Linked DNA regions of Columba livia: region 2 is linked to region 1. A link is a contact called in public Hi-C data. All regions are on one chromosome and are shown on one strand. Each heading gives the region's core, a stretch centred on a gene start, on an enhancer-like site or on the middle of the called end of the contact. The rest is flanking DNA. Distances are from core to core; before and after follow the strand shown. Region 1 holds the start of ECI2 (enoyl-CoA delta isomerase 2). Region 2 holds the start of PXDC1 (PX domain containing 1).

Region 1 (6,430 bases), core at 1,700-4,199:
CTCTGAAAAGTCCCTTCAGAGCTGCTGAGAATCAAAGGAGTAGCTCACAGAAAAACCAGTCTTTGATAAAGATCTGAGCTCCTTTAAAGTTGCTGATATAACTACCAACTACAAAGTCCAAGTGTGACTAGGTTACTACCTTAGTTTGGACCAGGAGAATGCTCTTGGAGCAAGTCTCAAAGTTGTCTCCAACTCTGTTTCACTCGTTTGTGCTGCAGAGTTGTCTTGGCACATCTGATATAGATCCCTTCTAGATACCATAAAACTGGGAGCTGTCTCCCAGCTGCTGACAGGCACCCAGTCATGGGCCTGTCACTGGGATCATACTACAACCAGCCTGAAGGAAACCCTCAAAACAGGGATAGTGTGGACACAGGTTTCCCAGCAGCAAACCTTTTGCTCCCAGTGGTCTCACCTGCCTTAAATGCAAATACATCCCCACAGCAGTGAAGCTCCCAATCTCAAACAGCTGAATGGAAAGACTGTTGAATGGGTACAGCCTCAGTAAGACTCTTCTGAATGTGCATTTATGTCAGCATCCCTCCTCCTCAGACAAATTCAAACTTGGAAAAATTACATACTGCGATGGGGCAGGACAAAAAGCGGGTACATGGGAAGACAGCCTGTAGAACTAACAACTCCATGTCTGAAAGGATTATGAATGCCCTTCTTGGAAAAACAAACCAAACCAAAACCAAACAACCAAACAAACACAAAATGCAAAACACCAAAGTAAGAGGAATTCTTGTATTTTGCACTTATATTTGTATAAGCCTTCACCTCCCAGTTCTCCAAAGATATGCCCCTTTTTTTAAATTTAGACTGCAAAAAAAGCCTCCAAAATGTATTGGCATAGCAAGGCTGTCAGCATCTTTGATATAATTCTGCTAGCATACAGTTGACATAGAAAATAAAGCCCACCTGTCTGGTGTTGTACTACTGGAAAAACTGCACCATTTATCTGTATTATATCTGGATAATATACTAGAAACATTAACTCATTATTCATATTAATCTATTACCTTATTTCACATACCGCATCTTGCCATTTCAAATTCATCTGACTGCACTAGCCTAACGATGTCCAGCAGGCCAGTCTTCTACATGCTTTCCAACTTAGAATTGCTTTCCCTTCCTCTTGTTGTAACAACTTAGCTACATTAAATTAATATTTATCTGTAGAAAGTCTGCCTAAAGAGTTATTTTTTGAAATAAGGGCAGAAGTCATGCTGATCACACAACTTGCATTCTCTCTGTTTCTCCCTGTATCTGAAATTTTTTATGTACATGCTTCAAATAATTTCTCACAAAGCCTTGGGAGAAAAACATTATACCTTAATGCCTAAATGAATACAGTTTTCTGGTCAAAATGCATTCATGCCTAATGGAGATACTTGGATAAAAGCATTTCACTTATGAAAGTGTACATTATAACAGTCAAAATTGTGTGCTGATAACAATCAGAGTACTATAGGTCTTTAATCTATTGGTATGGTGATGCTTGTTTCACTATTCTACTTAGGATCTTGCTTACTGAGTATATGTAACAAACCAAATGCTTAATTTACTTGAGTATTTATTAAGATATTTTTGATAGGAAGAGGAAATTCTACAAATTGACACACTTCGCGATTATCATTCACACACAAACAATTTTTCAGTAGAATTTCCAACTTAACCGTTATTTTGTCAATGTCAATCCTACAGTTCTAAGTCCACTCAGAAGCCAAGTCATCCTTTCTGCTTCCCACAGCCCAGCTAACACCAGAGCTGCACACCTGTCCCAGTGTCACTAGTGCAAGTGACACGTTACCTGGAAACAGCTCAAGATCAATATGTAATGAAGACAGACCATGGGAGATATTGCATCACTATTTCGAAAGTCAGAGTAGTCTCAGCAAGAAGCCCTAATTAGCTGAACACATGGTTAAGCTTGTTTTCGTGGGACTGATTGGGAGGGGGGAAAGAACAAGAACATAGGGAGGGTTGTGGAGTGTTCTTCTCTGGAGACATTCAAAACCTGCCTGGACGCCCTCCTGTGTAACCTCATCTGGGTGTTCCTGCTCCGGCAGGGGGATCAGAGTAGATGATCTTTTGAGGTCCCCTCCAATTCCTAACATTCTGTGATTCTGTGATTCTGTGATATAGAATCACATATTTTTCTCCATATTTCAGTACAGTTTCAGGCCCCTTACACCCACCCTAACTACTTCTTTGGTGGTTATACACTTGCCTCAGGAGACAGAAATACAAGGGTACAGGCACCAAACGCAAGTATCCCACTCCCACAAGTGTGTTCAAACACAAAATGTGGGCGGTACGGCTGGAAGGGTCCCTGTCTCCAGCAGAAAGTGACTTCCCTCAACTTAGGATGAAACCAGTGTCCCGTTCCGCGCATTAACCGCGTACGTACGGGCCGCATAGAGAAATCAAACCCGGTTCATCGAGTGGCACGGGTGGGAGGGCGCTCGGTCTCCACGCCGGGCCCCGGCAGGAGGGAGACGGGGCTGCCCAGGCCTGAGGCAACGGCCGGGCCTCCCGCCGCCCCACGGCGCTTACAGCCCCGGCCGCGCCACTGCCGGCCCTCAGCCTTCCCCTGGCCTCTATGAGAGGGCCCACTGGGCAGCCCCGGAGCAGCAGGGCCGGGGAGGGAGCCAGGCCACCCGCTACCGGCCACTCACCCGGGAGCGCGGCGAGGAGACAGCGGCTCTCGGACCAGGCTCTCACCGGGGCGGGACGGCACCAGAGCCCCCAGCCACACGGACAGTGCGCGGGCGATCGGGGCTCACCTCACTTGGCAGAACGGCTGCCAGCACAACCTCCGAACAAAGGTCAGGGCGGAGGCCGCCATGACACGGGGAGCCACGGCGGGGGAGGAGGAGGTGGCGGCGGCGGCGGCGGCAAACTCCGCCCCGCCGGAGCTACTGCGCCCTCAGCTGAGGGGATGGCGATCGCCTCCCGTGGTGGAGGCCGGGCTGAGCGTGATGGCTTCGCCCGCAGCCGCTGAGGTGACAGCGGCCGGGCCGGACCGGGCTTGGCGGGAGCCGTGAGGCGGCAGGTTGGGGCTCCGCTGGCGGGAGGGACCGGGCGGGGAGTCTCCTCTCTACGAGCAACCAGATGCAGGTGTGACAGCAGTCTGGAGCCATAGCCTGGGAAATGCACTTCGGGGTCAGAAATTAAACAGGTTGTTGTGGAAGCTACTGGAGTATCCAGAAGAGTGACACGAAGCTGGTGAAAGGGTTTGAAGGGGAGTATGAGGAGTGGCTAAAGTCACTGGGTTTGTTCAGCCTGGAGAAGAGGAGTCTGAAGGGAGACCTCATGGGGCTACAGCTTCCTCACAAGGGGAGGAGGAGGGGCAGGTACTGAACTCTTCTTTCTGGTGACCAACGACAGAACCCGCGGGAATGGCAGGTTTAGACTGGACATAAGGAAAATGTTCTTCCCCCAGAGGGTGGTGGAGCACTGGAACAGGCTCCCCAGGGAGGTGTCACGGCCCCAAGCCTGACAGTGTTCAAGAAGAGACTGGACAACTCCCTCAGACACATGGTGTGAACTGTGGGGTTGTCCTGTGCAGGGACAGGAGTTGGACTCCGTGATCCTTGTGGGTCCCTTCCAACTCAGGACATTCTATGACTTCTAAGCCTGACGGGCAGCTGGCACTGTCAGAGAGCAGACTATGGAAAATGATCAGATGTGAAGCCAGTGAGCAAAAGTAATGGACTCAGCCCCTCAAAAGTGCCTTGTAACACACATCACATTATTGAGGGGGGCCATTACTTGTATTATCTTTCTATTTTTGCCTGCTAGGTAGCTCTTAAATATGTTCATGTCCTTGTTTTTCCACACAAATCAGCTGGTGGGCTACTGAATAGCCTTGGGTCTGTACCTCAGTAGGATTGGTGCCGTGCAGAAGTGAAATAAATGCTAGTGTCTGTCCCATCTAACTTAAAATATATTGCTGTTTATTGCTAAGCTTTTGCACTTTGAGCTTTCGCTTCTCAGGGTATGTTTAATTTTTCCTTGCTGATGTTATCTGCTTTGGGAAAGATGTTTCTGTGTTCAGTCAGGTGCTGGGAAGATCTTCATGACTGGGATACTCAGCTCTGTCAGTCTCCTTTCAAAAAGCATCCAATAAAATCACCTTTTAGTCCTGATTCAATTTCTTGTTTGTTTGTTTCTCCTTTCCCCAAAAGTAAATGCATTTAGGACTATGAGTTCTCCCTCAAGGATAAATGTTTCAAAGCTGTTAATGAGCTGTGGGGTTCTCCTTCCTTAAATGCTTGGTTACTGTTTTCCAAAAGTGTACATAACTGTTTGAGACCAGCAGTTAGGATGGCACTTTTTTTTCTCATCTTGCCATGGTTGTGATGTGTGACTCTGGTCAAATCACATGTAGCTGACTTTTTCTAACACAGCCTTGAATTTCAAGCATGAGTGTTCTTCTTTGAACTTGATACATCTTGAATTTTGCTTACGATTACAGATCCAAAAGCCTACCATTTCTCAGTTTCAGACACAACCTTTACTGGTTTGCGCCTCTAGCTGACCTACTTAAAATAGGTATTTATTTGCGTTTTAGCCTCTCAGTGGCAATTTCTTTCTCTGCTACGCAGAGTTGTGAGATGAAATTCATGTTTATAAAAGACTTTGAAAGCACCCTTCTGAAGGTGTTATATTAAATGGTATTGTTGTTCTATACTCTTACTTGGCCTTGATCAAGCAAAACTGATGGCTTTAAAGTATGTACCTTGTTAGACAGAGACAGTATTTTGAATGCATAAAGCCAAACTATGGGCTAATTTTTTCCTCTGACCTACAGGAATGAGGCTTTCTGTGAATAAAAAAGAAAAGAATTCTGCTCTAAAATACTGGCATTTGTTTTGTCAAATAATAGTTTATTTTATTGAAAGCTTATGCACACAACAGTTTTAGTCTTGTAGTCTGAAAAGGCCAGAAAAATAATTACAGGAATGTCATGAGCATCAGTTGAAAGTTTACTGTAGTACTATTGTTAGCACTAATGCGATGAATCTAGAGAGGACTCCCTAGAGAACTCATTTGGTAAGTTGCTTCAGATTTATTGTTGGACAAACAAGTCCCTAATGACAGTGTCCTCTCTAGCATTTTATTGTTAATGGTAAGACAAAAGGTTTTTCCTGGCTGCATTTTTATCCTTGTGTAAAATTCTTATATCCTTTCTTTTATTTCAAAATAATACAGTTTCACATTTTGTACTACTGTCTAGAAGCTACATGAGAAGTATTTGGGAAGGGGGGAGTGCACTTCTCCTGAATTCTCTTTGCCTTTAAATTATTACCCTCTTGAAAACACAAAAGCCTTTTATATATTTGCTTAGCTGAAGGTAACAGTAACAAAAGCAGCCCATTAGACCCAGCTCACCCATTTCAATTCCAAGGTAAAATAGTCTCTTGCATTATGTTTTCTGTTGCCTCTGCGCAGGTGAATACAGAGCACAGCAGCTGTGCTTTATTTGCGAGCTTCCTTCTCACCCAATACTACCTACAGAAAACTTTGCTGTTAAATATATGAGATTAAATATCTTAGATCTTATTTTTCTTAACTTCTTTCTATTGCATGTAAATCAGTTGAAATAGACCTGTCTTTTTAATAAAGTCATACTGGAACTTCTGAGAATGAATAAACTTTTTTCCAGTTGTACCTGAAGACAGAAAAGAGGCATCTCTGGATTCAGTCAAAGATGGATTGTATGCTGTAGGAATTAAATAAGGACACCAGCAGTATGCAGTGCTCACCAAAGGAAGGTATAGAGAAATAGCAAGCACAGTGAATTCTTTTTCTCTTCACCTCTCTAAGATACATATCACAATCCATGTGTATTGTGTCTACAAGAGTACAATTTGATGTGTGTGTCTGTCTCTAGAAACCTATACCTCCAGATGTCCTTCTTCCTTTTTTTCTTCTCTATTTTTCTTCTCTTGTCCTCCTTTCAATTACTTAGCTACTTAGCATTCATCTGACTGCTCAGGTAAGCTGAAATATTAAACAAGCATTTTGTGAGTAGTGTGTCACAAAAACATCTTTCTGTTCTATTGGTGTTGTTATCTTTTCCTTATGTATGTGACATTACCTATTTTCTTAACATGCTTTTAACCATTTCTTCCTTGTAATGTATTCTCACTCATGGAAGTGGGATCTTAGGGGAACAAAGTCACATACCTCACAAGATGGGATTTGCATGTGGCTTAATATTACACACTTTTATTCTGGCCTTTTCTATGTGTGCATTTTACCATATACATCCTGTCGTAATAATTATAAGCTATGTATATGCTAGAGAAAATATTGTGCCCTTATTATGAATTACAAAATCAAGCAATAAATTTTCAGACCACTGGATCCTGATGTTTTGTTTGCAGAGTGAGTGGTTTGACTGTTGTAATCTATATCT
Region 2 (6,430 bases), core at 1,607-4,106, 180 kb before region 1:
GCAATTGAGTGTTGCAGGCTGAGGATGTTTACTCTTTCTCAGCTGTTCATGCACTAACGGGGTATGTTACCTGGGACTGTCAAGTAAAGCCAGTGCATGGGACTACAATCCCATCTGGCTCCAAGTGCACAAGTGATGCTTCAGAGAGATGTGAAAACAGTTTAATATTTTGCAAAAGCTCTGGCAGGTCTTCAGACAGAAGAGGAACCACCCTCACTTGAGAGAGGCATTGAGGAATGAGAATGGCTTTAGAACATGCAGGAGATCCTGTCCCTGAAGTGAGGGAGGGAGCACACTGTGATGGGCAAAAGGCCAGGGCCAGCACGGATCGAGTCTGTCTGTGGCCAGGGCCAGCACACGTCCCAGTCCAGCTCACAAGGACTCTTCAGAGACCCACAAAGCCAACAAGTACAAGGACTACCAGCACGCTGGGAAGTCAAATTTTAGTCACAGTGACTCTGGGAGGCGCTGTGCCTTACAGGCCACGGGCAGGCTTGCTACCTGGCATCCTCAAAAACTGGGGCCCAGGTGCCATATACACTGATAGGCCGTGTTACTTAGAATTTACTGCCGCTCAGCACTACTAAAAATCACCCTCAACGGATAATACATGTTCACAATATTTTAGATCCTTGATCAGCAACCTAATCATGTAAGACACCGTATAAGCACACTGTGTCAGGCACACAGCAGGGCTGAAAGGTGGGGGTGTAGCGATCTGCAGCAACAGCCAGAGGACTCCTCCGTTCCCAGCCCGCACCCAAGCTGGAGGGACAGCCGCCCTCCGGCACCCAGCTCCCGCAAGCATCTCCCCGCCCGCAGCCCGGGGCGGACAGCAAGGGACTGCCGGGCTGCGCCCATCACCGCCGTCTGCAGAGGGCACTCGGGGCCTGCGAGTGGCGGCGGAGCTGCCCCGGCGCCCGCGGGACCGAGCGGCCACCTCCCGGCAGCGGGAAGGGGAAGAGCCCGGAGCCGGGGGACACTGGCCGGGGAACGGGCTCTGGCTCCCGCCGCCGAGAGGGAAAGAAGAAAAGGGAAAGATATAAGCATTTTTAAAGGAGGCACAACCCCCCCAACCCACCATCAGAGGTTAGGGATCAGGCAGGGCAGTAGAAAAAGCCGTGTCTCACTTTAAACACCCGTCAGAAAACATCCTTGGTGAGTCAGCCCGGGAAGGACCTGCTGTCGCTGCCTCCCCTCCATGGGAAGAGAGCCCGCTGTCACACAGGTAGGGCGGAGAAATAAATGCGGTGGATTTACACTGGTATGCAGGGTGGAGAACCAGCCCCCACAATGCAAAACGTAGACCCTCTGCAATGGGGGGTCACACTAGCAAGGTGTGAGGCAAAGCAAGAGCAGGGGAGAGCTTCATTGAATCCTTTCAGTTGAAAGAGACCCTCAGGATCACCGAGTCCTTCCCTATCCTCTCACAGAGGAAAACATACACAAAATATTGGCTTCTTCCCATTTCTGTTCAATCAAATAATCTATGTGGTTACTCAAACAACTGGGGAGACTGGAATTTCTCCAGACACGTCCATTTTCAGATGAGCAGACTGGCCTGCACAACTCTGCACACTTGAAATATTTTCGAGTAAACACATAACTGTATCTAACTGTACCCCAAAAGTTAAACAAATTAAAACCAACTCCCAAGAGAGCTTAACATGTACATGCGGCTTCTGTACAGAGAGGCCTGAGCATGGGTAACATCTCTCAAGTTGGGCTAATCCACTTCAGAAACGAAAAGAGAAAACCCAGCTCTAACCACTGATGCAATTCCCCTGTTTTGCAGAAGTTATGCAAGGAATTATGCCAACTCCCAGACTCGCTCGGTCCACTGGCAAGTGCTGCAGCCTCTTATTTTTTTCCGCTCTCCTTGTGGCAAACAACATACCAACATGCGGAGATTTCTCAGCTACAGCCCTTCTCCTGCCAACAACCCTCCCATCCCTTCCTCGGGAAGCCGCGGGGAGGCCGGCGGCAGCGGTGAAGGGCAGCGTGAACCCCTTTGCCGCCCAGACCAGATCAGCCCGGAGCCCCTGTCCCCGCGGAGCTGCGGACAGCGGCGGGGCTGGGACCTCCCTCCTGCAGGAGCGCAGAGTCCGCGGCTCTCGCCCCAGCTCGGGCTGCGGGACAGCCCTTCACTCCCACCGTGTATTTACCAAAAAAAAACCCAAACAAAAAAAAACCAAAACCGACAGAAATCAACAGCCCGAGCGGAGTTTCCGACCGCAAAACGCCCCCGCAGCTTCCCAGCCCCCCCGCCCCGTCCGGTCGCATAGCGGCTCGGGCTCCTCACCCCTTCCCTCCGCCCGGGGGAACCGCCCGCCCCGCCACCGCCATCCCGGGAAAAGCGGCAGCGGCTGAACGCCCGCCCGCCCGCCGCCCAGCGAGCGCCGCGCCCGCGGAGGCTGCTCAGACCTTGGAGCAAGGGGGAGCGGGACAGTTCGGGTCGGTCCTCGGGGAAGGAGTCAAGGAGCCGCTTGAAGAGGCGGCCGAGGTCGGAGTAGCTGCGGTGCAGGTAGAGGATGTTGCGGTCCGACCACTCGGTGCGAATCTCGTAAAACTCCTCTTCGTCGCCCCGCCGGCTGATGATGAGCCGACGGATCCCGTTCACCCAGCAGCCCCGCACGTACATGTTCACCAGCGAGGTGCCCTCAAACACGGCCGAGGCCATCCCGCCACCGCATCCCCCGCCGCCGGCGGAGGGCGAAGCGCAGCGCTCCGCGCCGCCGCGGCCAAGTTATGAGGAGAAGGAAGAGGAGGAGGAAGAAGAGAGAAGGGGGGTGCCACCCGCCTCACGGCCCCCCCTCTGGTCCGGCCCTGCCTTGCCCTGCCCGCCGGGGCTGAGCCGCCTCCCGGCGCTGGAGGGAGGGCTCGCCGGCGCCTCATAGACGGTGGCCCGCAGCGAGAGGCCGGCCCGGGCACCCCAGCCTCTGCTCCGCTGAGCCCCCGGCACCGAGCAGGGCGGCTCTCACCCCCTCCCGGGGCGGGGAGCGGGGTAGCTCGGCCCCTTCTTCCCCGGCGCTGCAGGAAGGCAGAGCCCCTCCCGTCCACGGCGGGAGGGAGTGGGGCTGCCCGCGGCTGCTGTGACGCCCCCGGTCCCGCAGCCAGCGCCAACTCCCTCCCCCAAACACCCGCGGTCCCCACGGCGGGATCCTCCTCTTCCTTCTCGGGACGATTTCGCAGACGCCACAGATATTACGAGGAAATTTCTTCCCCTCCCAGTGACCCCAGAAGTTTTTTGGTGGTGTGGGGGTTGTTTTGTGTGTTTGTGTTTTTTTTAAACAAACAAACAAACAAACAAACAAAAACACAACAACCCAAAACTTCCAGCCCAGCCAGCTGAGGGAGGAACAGGGAGAATTGCTTACACTGTCTCCAGCTGCGGCATGCGAGGCTGCCAGCCCCTAGCAGCACACACAGTGGAAAAGCGACCGTCAGTGCCCTGGGCAGCCTAAAGGGAGACCCCGGCAGCCGTGCCGGCATCTCCAGGGAGGCGGAGGTCGATTATTGAGAGGACAAGCAGGAGAAAGGGTGTAGACAGCTGGTGTCTGGGAGTCCTTCGGCCTTTTCTTAATAGTCTGGTGGGATGCCACCCCTGAGAGAGCCTCCAGCAGCATCTCTCACAGGAGGGAGATGGGGGCACCTGCACTTGCAAATACAGCCTCTCCTTCCCACCAGGGACCTCAAGTACTGTCTTGAGGCACAAGAGAGCATGGGGCACTGGGAGAGCTGGCAGGGCTGGAACAGTCAGATACAGTCATCTGTCAAAACTGGAGATGCACTGTAAAGCAAGGAAGTGTGTGGGAGACACCTGGATGTCTGAAAGTGCCTAGAAGCTGCAGGGTTAAGATATACATGCTGAAGGTGAAGCGAATGACAGCACAGTGACGTGGGATTCATCATCTGGGATGGGCCTCTGCTTGAAGGCAGTGGCCTCCGGCACCGGCTTTCTGCTGCTGAGGGAGGCATTGGGTGAATTCCCGGGGTCATGCCATGGCCTGGGGCAGGAGAGACCCTTCCTGTTTGTATAATTTGGGGAGGTTGGAGGTCGTTGCACTCACACTATGAATTATCAAATATAAGCCAGTTTCTGCCGGTGTGACATCTGTGGTTCAGGAGGTCAGGAATTCACACAGTAATGATCCTTGTGCTGTTCAACTGCTCAAAAAATCAGCAAAACCCAGAGACAAGATCACTGCTACGGTTATCAGCCAAAAAGTGGTGTTTGGAGAACATTGCAGCTGGATCAGCTTGGGGCAGTGCAAATAAGAATAGTGGTGGGGGGTGGGCAGGAGGGGCACAGAGGTGAAAGATGATTAATAGTTTTCTGTTAAGTGCATAATTAAGTGACTAAACCACACTCTTTGATACATAACATGTTGCTAGTAACTGCCAAAATCATTCAGGTGCCAGATGCCTTTACGGTAAACCAACTCCAAACTGACAAAGGCAATGATGTCCCAATCTCCCTATTCAAATATCTAATTGTATATTTTCTTGGTTTAACCTTTACATAACAAAACTGGTTCTAGTTCACTCCAAAGCACAGTTATATGTAACTAACGCAAATGACTGAGCCCCATTTCTCCAAACAGAAAAGCTCATGCTCGTTTACTGCAGTCTCGCGCCACAGCACCTGCAGACATTTCTTTAGAGAAATCTGTGTTTTTCAAAACAGGATGAGTGATGCTAAAGAACTTGGAGTGGATCCTGAGATGCTCAGCACTGATTCCTACCTAACTAACTTTATTGAGAACAGCCCGTATCTGTGATCCAAAACCGAACAAAGCAAACAACCTGAAGGCACACGCTTTTCGAGGAGAGCTGTGTACCCCTGCCCGGAACAAAGCGTGCAGCAGCGGCCCACTTGCTTCACCTTGGATCACCACGAAAAACATTTTCACATCACTGTCAGGCTAGACATCTCTCCTGAGTGCCCCATATTAGCTGTTCAGAGTATTCAGTGTGGCTTCACAGGAAAGGAATTGTTGTGAACCTTTATACTGTAGGAAGACCTCCACACAGCTCCTTTTGTTCAGGGCAGGCTTTTGTAATCCTTCCTCTTGTTCCAGTACATGGTGGTCTTCCCAGTTCTTCCGTGTAAGAACAAAGCAAGAAAATAAAATGCCTTCTCTTCTGACAGTTGCTGTGGTAACCCAAAAGAACCACATATCCTAAGGAAGTGAAACTTCTGGGAAGAGAACTGTGAGAGTAACCCCCCACTTTTTTTTTAAAGATGTCAGCCTTGTGTTGCTTCTAACTATTTAGGCAGGGGAAGTGCTTGACATTTTCTGATTCCTGCTGGTATTTTCTGCCGCCTTTGCAATAGAATTATGTTTGCCATTGTTGACCTGCCCACAAACTGCACGTCACTCAATAGACCTCTAAGGCTCTCAGCACCTTGTCAGAGCCCCAGCTTCAGCTGGATTCTGCAAGGTCTTGGTTGGGAGTCCTCAGCTTCTGCTGGGCTAAGGCTGGCATGCACCATCCTGTAGGCTTGGGTGTTAAATGTTTGGTTCTATTTTGCTCTTTCAGTCTGACTGGTGCCACACTTCCAACTTAATTAAAATATTCAAAGCACGCAAAACCCTATGTGCCTGTTACTGCCTGCTCATGGAAAATGAGCCTATGCTGAAAACTCTACATCTAAAGGGCTTGAAGCTGACATTCTGATGCCAGATCCTGCAGTTTAGGAGTACTCCTATGCCTAATGCTGAACATGCAGGATCAGTTCATTATTGCCCTATGAGTATGAGCCTGTTACAGAAAAAGCAATCTTAATCCAGTAAGTACAGAAGTACAACATCCCCTTTTTGGAGTGAAAAGTAAAAATGTGGCACAGCTTAAAATCCTGCCACTGAGCACTTCTGGTATGGCCACTCATAGCCTGTGGGCGAATCAGTAGCCCACCGCAATTTAATCTTGTTCTCAGCCTAGGTTGCAGGATGTATATATGTGCCCTCTCGCCACCTGGGTATGCTCCTGAGGATCCCTATTACAGTAGGGTAATGCCAGCCAGCCATTAAATTTGGGCACAACTGCTGTTCATGGAAGTTGGGTTAGTAACAGTCATCTGTTACTGTGTGGCTCCAGAAAGGTTTTGCCAGATAATGCTCGTGCACAGATAGTAAATGTTTGCATTAGACTAGTGGTGTGCCAAGGAGGATGGCAGGACTTGCAAGATTATGTGCAGCATGGAATGTAAAATGGATGTGTAGGAAGGACAGATAGTCCCAAAGGACACAGACATCTTCCAGATGGAAGTATCTTTTATTATCAGCACCTTTTATTGTTGCTCTATAAATTGTATCTGTCATGCAGTTTTAAAGTACATAGAAAGGGGGGTATCTGCATTCGACAAGTTTTTCACATGTACGCAGCATAGGCAGAGGCACTGCACAGCAACTGCTCTTCAGCAGAG

What was found. Hi-C and Micro-C count contacts between places; a contact is called where the count stands out from the background.
Region 2: a contact with region 1 is called in a Hi-C map of liver, with 2.4 times the contacts expected there. The contact joins the promoter of PXDC1 here to the promoter of ECI2 in region 1. A contact is called at or near these places in 2 of 2 Hi-C or Micro-C datasets (crop and liver).

What each region holds. Positions count from the first base shown.
Region 1 is chr2:73,160,275-73,166,704 of bColLiv1.pat.W.v2, reverse strand. ECI2 (enoyl-CoA delta isomerase 2) reads right to left here and starts at 2,949. Exons shown (of 10, transcript XM_065052499.1): 1 at 2,790-2,949. The coding sequence starts at 2,851.
Region 2 is chr2:73,342,985-73,349,414 of bColLiv1.pat.W.v2, reverse strand. PXDC1 (PX domain containing 1) reads right to left here and starts at 2,856. Exons shown (of 5, transcript XM_065052505.1): 1 at 2,425-2,856. The coding sequence starts at 2,680.